Linked DNA regions of Zea mays: region 2 is linked to region 1. Evidence: chromatin contacts called from public Hi-C data. All regions are on one chromosome and are shown on one strand. The core of a region is the stretch at or near the end of the contact, and the rest is flanking DNA. Distances in the headings are between cores, read along the strand shown. Region 1 holds the start of LOC100274243. Region 2 holds the start of LOC100284952 (calcineurin B-like protein 9).

The links. A called contact is a pair of places that touch in the nucleus more often than the background predicts.
Region 2: a Hi-C map of ear shows a contact between it and region 1, with 3 times the contacts expected there. The contact joins the promoter of LOC100284952 here to the promoter of LOC100274243 in region 1. A contact is called at or near these places in 2 of 25 Hi-C or Micro-C datasets (ear and tassel).

Annotation. Positions count from the first base shown.
Region 1 is chr9:119,445,893-119,448,938 of Zm-B73-REFERENCE-NAM-5.0, reverse strand. LOC100274243 reads left to right here and starts at 1,575. Exons shown (of 4, transcript NM_001148611.1): 1 at 1,575-1,891. The coding sequence starts at 1,657.
Region 2 is chr9:119,603,557-119,606,402 of Zm-B73-REFERENCE-NAM-5.0, reverse strand. LOC100284952 (calcineurin B-like protein 9) reads left to right here and starts at 1,460. Exons shown (of 8, transcript NM_001157847.2): 1 at 1,460-2,185; 2 at 2,467-2,549. The coding sequence starts at 2,107.

The DNA.
Region 1 (3,046 bases), core at 326-2,825:
GTAACAATTGTTCAGCAGCAATTAGCGATATCGTGAGAACAAAATTTATTTATACACTCGCAATCAGTGCCAAAACGCTACTACGAGAAATCACACACATACTTGTAGATCCTAGCCACGTTGTTCGTGGCTGATGCGTTGTGCAGTGCCTCCAAGGCAACCTTCTGCGCCTGCTCTCTCTGCTCCATTGCGTCCTGAATGCAGGACACAGCAAACACGTTAGACAAAGAAGAGTCAAGATTGATGGTTTGCTGCTATTCCTAGATTCGATCGCACCTTCCCGAGTAGACTGAGCTTCCCCGGCACCGGCACGCGAGCAGCTATCGCCGATCGCTTCTTGGTGGATGTGGCTGAGCTTCTGAGCTCATCATCAAAAGGAGGCGAGGAGGGCTCTTCCTCCTTGGTCACCCTCCTCGTCGCCCTCGAGGCTGTGCAGCTCACCGAACTCTTCTCCTGCGCAAACAAAAATTGGAAATCAACATTGATCTGTAAACAAAGGCGTGACTCGACTTGGCTCCCAATGCTTTTCAGTTGAGGCTGGGGGCGTACAGTGGGGAATGGGCTCTTGGGGATCCTGGGATGCTGCTGATCCCTGCCCGCGACAAAGCTCTGGCTCCTGGTCAGCCTGGGCAGCACGCTGCTGCTCTTCCTCACCGATGCAGAGCTCAGCGCCGACGACGCCGCGGCGGCCCGCTCCCTACCAGGCGTCGCCGCAGCCCCGCGCTCCCTGGCAAGCGTCGCGCCACCAGCGCGGTCCTTGACCGGAGTCGACAAGGCCGGCCGCTCCTTGACCGGCGTCGTCCTCTCGGCGTCGAAGTTGAGCGTGGCAGGCTTGATGGCGGCATTCTGCTCGGGGCCCCAGGACCCCCTGCGCGGCGCGGCGGGCTTGGCCCTCGCTGTCGGGTCGGGCGTGCCGACGACGAGCGGGTCCGACGGTGCTGAGCGGGGCCCCGAGGGCGAAGTGCGGCACTGGAACGCGGACGTCAACAACGTCTCCTTCGATGTTGCTGAGCGGGGCCCGAGGATAGGCCGACGGTGCTCCTACTGGGACCTGCTACACGGCTTCCCAGAGCTCTGGCTCTCGTGGCGCCACAAGGCCACCTACGACCGTGGGCTTGGCGCCGGCGAACGCGTCAGGGACATAGGCGATGGCGGCGAGGTCGGGAGGAGGTAGGGGCGCGGCGGGAGGAACAACGTGGGTATATGGAGTGTCGGATGGGGACGGGCGGACCGCGGATGTGATGTATAGCTCGCACGCGGCTCTATTGAATTGAAGAAAAATTTCGGGTCCATGGGCACGTGTCGGCACGCATGAGAGGCTGGAGCCGTGAAATGCGGAGGGAGCGTGAAACCCCAGCGGGTTTTAGCAAGAAGTAATATGGATTAAACGAAGAGGAGCGATGAGCCCACGAGTTTAAGTTTAGATCAGGTCTAAAGTTCGGATATCAAATCCGGATGCACGATGATGCACCCGCTCTGAACCCAACCCACCGCCATTTCTATACCCCTCTCGCCCTGCGCCCCGTCACCTCTCTGGTCCCTCTCCTCTTGCTTTGATGCTTTCTCTCTCCATCTCGTTTCCCCCGCCTGCCCAGCCAGCGCAAACCCTAGCCCGTACTGCGAGGCTCTTGGCAGCGGATAACTGGACCTGTCCGCATGAATCGGGGGAGAGAAACTGGCGGTAACTTACGTGAATCGGGTTTGTTTAGTGGCTGCGACGGCGACGGCGGCGCAGGGATGGACCGTAAGCGCATTAAGGACGTGCTCGAGAAGCACCTGGAGAGGTCGTCGCCGTCCACCTCCAGGGGCGTCGTGTCCAAGGAGAGGGAGCGCCTCGCTGCCGGGAAACTGCCGGCGTCGCTTGGCAAGGCGGAGAAGGTGTCTGATGGTGGTAAGAGCTATATCTTTCGTGAACCCTCGTTATTCTTTACGTGTTTTGATTACCTTCGTCACTGTGTACGATGAACTGCCACAATGCATGCTTGGTTTGAAAGATGCGACTTTTCTGTATTTCGTCTTTTTTCGTACAGAATCTTATGCTGAAATTTAGTGTGCTATGATTAGATTTAGTGGCTTCCGTTTTTATGTCCCCATTCAATGAGAAGCTCACTTCCTTGCCTGAAGCGGATGATGTTCCTTGCCTGAAGCGGAAGATGACATGCTTTCCGTTTGTATGTTGGCTCTTTTGCAACAAGTGTTGTTATAAGCAATATAAACTAAGTGGGTGTTTGGTTTCTAGGGATTAATTTTTAGTCTCTCTATTTTAGTCCCTAAATTGTCAAACACAGGGACTAAAAGAGGGACTATCTCTATTTTAGACCCTGTGTTTGCCAATTTAGGGACTAAAACGGAGGGACTAAAAATTAGTCCCTATAGAACAAACTCCCTCTAAGAAACCAGTAAAAATGAGCAAAAAGCCAAAGACTAAAGAGTTTGAGTGGTTTGCTCCTATTGGGGTTCAGGAGCTGGGGTATCTCTGAAACCAACAATGAGGAAACAAATGTAAGTGTAACATGGTAATTGAAAGTGACTTGGATTACCTTAAGGATGAGATGGATCAAAGGCTGCAAAACATTTATTACACAGAATCATAACATGAATGCTTTGTGTTTTTTGTTTCTTCAACTTGAATGCTATCCAAGCTTGTTAAAATCATGATCCAGAATGGGATCGAAACTCCAATTGTACGATCGCAAATATTAGGATCATAAGTGCTAGAATCATAAAATTGGAGATTCTACTTAATGGAATCCTAGAACCAAACTGACATGCAATTAGTTCTACCATGATGTCTGAAGTGTCACCTTCTGACTGGAGGGAGTGATAGTATAGTATCTTGTTTGCTCAAGAATATGTGATTATTTCTTCTGCTTGGTACTACTCCCTCTGTTCCAAACTGCAAGTTGTTCTCGCTTTTCTATGGCATATATAGGTACCGCAAACCTAGATATACGTGTCTAGATACATAGTCAAAGCTATGTACTAGAAAAGCCAGAACGATTTACAACCAGGGAGTACCTTTCAGTTGGATCAGCGGAATTCTCAG
Region 2 (2,846 bases), core at 211-2,710, 160 kb before region 1:
TCTCGGCTCAGAGCAGCTCGACACTAAGAACGAGCCTAAGCTGAGCCTATTTTGTAGCTCGGGAAAAGAGCGAGCCAGCTTGTGGCTCGATCTAACAACAATTTGTTATATAAAATCCTAAATATCATATAATATCAGTACCAAATATATGAGTACCAAATATATAATTAGATTGTGTTATTAGAAATTACTGTATAAATTTAATCTATTTTCTAAATTATATTAGTAACATATTTATTTTACAAATTTAAAATAGGTTACTTAAATTAGTTTTAAGATTCTATATTATAATTTATATTACGAGTTAAGGCTTTTGGTCAGACTCACGAGCTAGCTGTGAGCCGAGCTAAGTCTACTTTTTAAGCTCACCGGAGAAATGAGTCCAGTCACTCGACTCGTTAAGCTCGTTACTTGACCAAGCTAAGTTTAATTTAGCTCGACTCGTTTCCACTCCGTTACTATAACGTTTCATAGATGATTTTTTTGCTCCTCTGCTGAAGCTCAAAACTCTTGCATTTCCGTTTTGGCGGATGAAAACGGGGTGACCTCGTGTCGAAAGAACTGGAAGCTAACAATTAGTTAATTAAACCGTGTCCAGCAGTCTATCTATAATTTATCTAGAAAATTGTTTTTACATTATCTGCATTATCCGTAGAGTGAAATTTAAATATAGTAAGAGGTGTTTGGTTTGAGGAATCACTCAATCCAAAATGCGGTGGACATCATGGGTTCATTCCTCAAATTTGGTGGGATAACCTCATTCCTCATATTAGTATTAACTAACTAACTATAAGGAATGAAGTGATGATAGATCAACTCATTAGAGCATCTCCAACAACGTGACCTATAAAAATGCCTTATAATTTAAAAATAAGTAAATTTTATAGAATTTAGGGCACCAACAAAACACTCTGCTCCAACAGTAAAGCCTCAAATCTAGATTATAGGGCAGCCCACTATGATGTAGTATATTTGAGGCACTTGAGAGGGTGCCCTATAGTTTTTTGACAAAATTTGTTTAATTGAGGTACTGTTGGAGTGATTTTTTCTGTGTAGAGTCCTATATTTCGATTTGAGGCATTAGTTTGAGGCATTGTTGGAGATGCTCTTACATTCCACAAACCAAACAAAAAAAAAGGAGAAGATGATGGATTAGCTTATTCCTCAAACCAAACCAAACAGGCTATAAAAGAATGGATAAGATGCGGAAGATAGTTTAGACATTTAAATCAAAACATGTTATAATTCAGAATGTTCTATAAACAACGCATGGTCTCGCGAACTCCGTCTCCGGAGACTGGAGCTAATCAGAATAATCGACCAGAATCTGAGGCGCCGTCGCCGTCGCCGCCCGCCGGCTGCGGCAGTTGGCTCCGCGACTGTAATCTTCCAGGTTGGTGCGTACGCCACCACCTCCCGTAGTGCCGTTATATTCTGGGCATGTCGAGCGTGGCTGGGAATAGCCGCACGGTGCGCTGTCGCGTGCCGAATCGCTTGTGCCGTCGTGCGGTTTCGTCTCATCTCCCTTTTTCGCCGCACGCCTTGGCCCTTTTCCAGTAGAAGAAGCGTCGAAGGGGACGCGCACATGCGCCGGCGTGGCAGAGACTGACCCGGCCCCAAGGCCGATCAGGGGAAGGGCGGCCGCCCCTGCCTCCCGGGGCCAGGGGGCTGAGCTCCCCGCCTCGTCTCGGCCTGGCCTGGTTCGCCCTCGCTCCGACGCGTGGTGGACGCAACCAGTGCGCGACGCCCCCGGCTCCTGGTCCGTTCCGCAGTTCCGCACCCCGCTTCGACCAACCAATCGCCGCCGCGTCGCGTCGCGTCGCCTCCTTTTTTTTCCCCGCCCTCCCGGACGGCGGCCTCGTTCGCCAGAAGAAACCCAGGCTGCAGCCGAAATCCTCAAGTCTCCGTCGTCTGACCCCACCTCGACGGCCCAGATCCACTCGCCCTCGCCGCCCTCGTGCCCCTCAGTCCCTCACTCCCTCGCCTCCTCAGCGGCGAAGACAGCTGCGAACGGGGCCATTTTTAGGCGGGAGCGCGGGCGGCGGTGCTAGCAGATTGGTTGGTTTGAGTGGTTGGGCCGGCTCTTCGAAACGCCCCGCGGCGGCGATGGGATGCTTCCATTCCACGGCCAAGCGGCAGCATCCTGGCTACGAGGACCCCGTGGACCTCGCCTCCCAGACCTCCTGTGAGTTCGCCGATCCCATCTCTTGCCCTACGCGTACGAGCTACTCGCGTGAGTTCGAGTTTTTTTTTTCTTATTTAGTTTTCAATGATTGCCGTGGTTGGAATGGAATTGGAGAACGGAGATGCCAGATGTTTCGTCTAGATATCGGTGTCGTTTACTAGGATATCTTAGATATCTGTAGGAGCACTGGATGCATGCTGCATGATCCTTGCGTTTTCGGTAATTTCTAAATTGCCCTCTCTATATCTTGCTGAGTACGTGCTTTTCTTTTGCTTATGTAGTCAGTGTTAGTGAGGTTGAGGCTCTATTCGAGCTGTTCAAGAGCATAAGTGGTTCAGTGATTGACGATGGCCTGATCAACAAGGTATATTCTATTAGTCATCTCTGTATTCCTTGCTATATTGTCAGTTTTGTGTATGAACATCAAATATGCTCACTAGCCATGTTGTAGTTAGCCCTCATTGCTGATTGTACGACTGGAAAGTGAAGCTTGCTATCCTACGTTTTGTATTTTTACTTTCCTCAGCTGCAGAAATTATGTGGCACTGCCATTTTTATGTCCTTTTCGTAGTTGTAGCTTGTAGGCACCAAGATTTACGTTCAAATGTTTGTTTTCATTCTGTTCATGGTTGTTCCTTACCAAATGTTCCTTATTTACAAT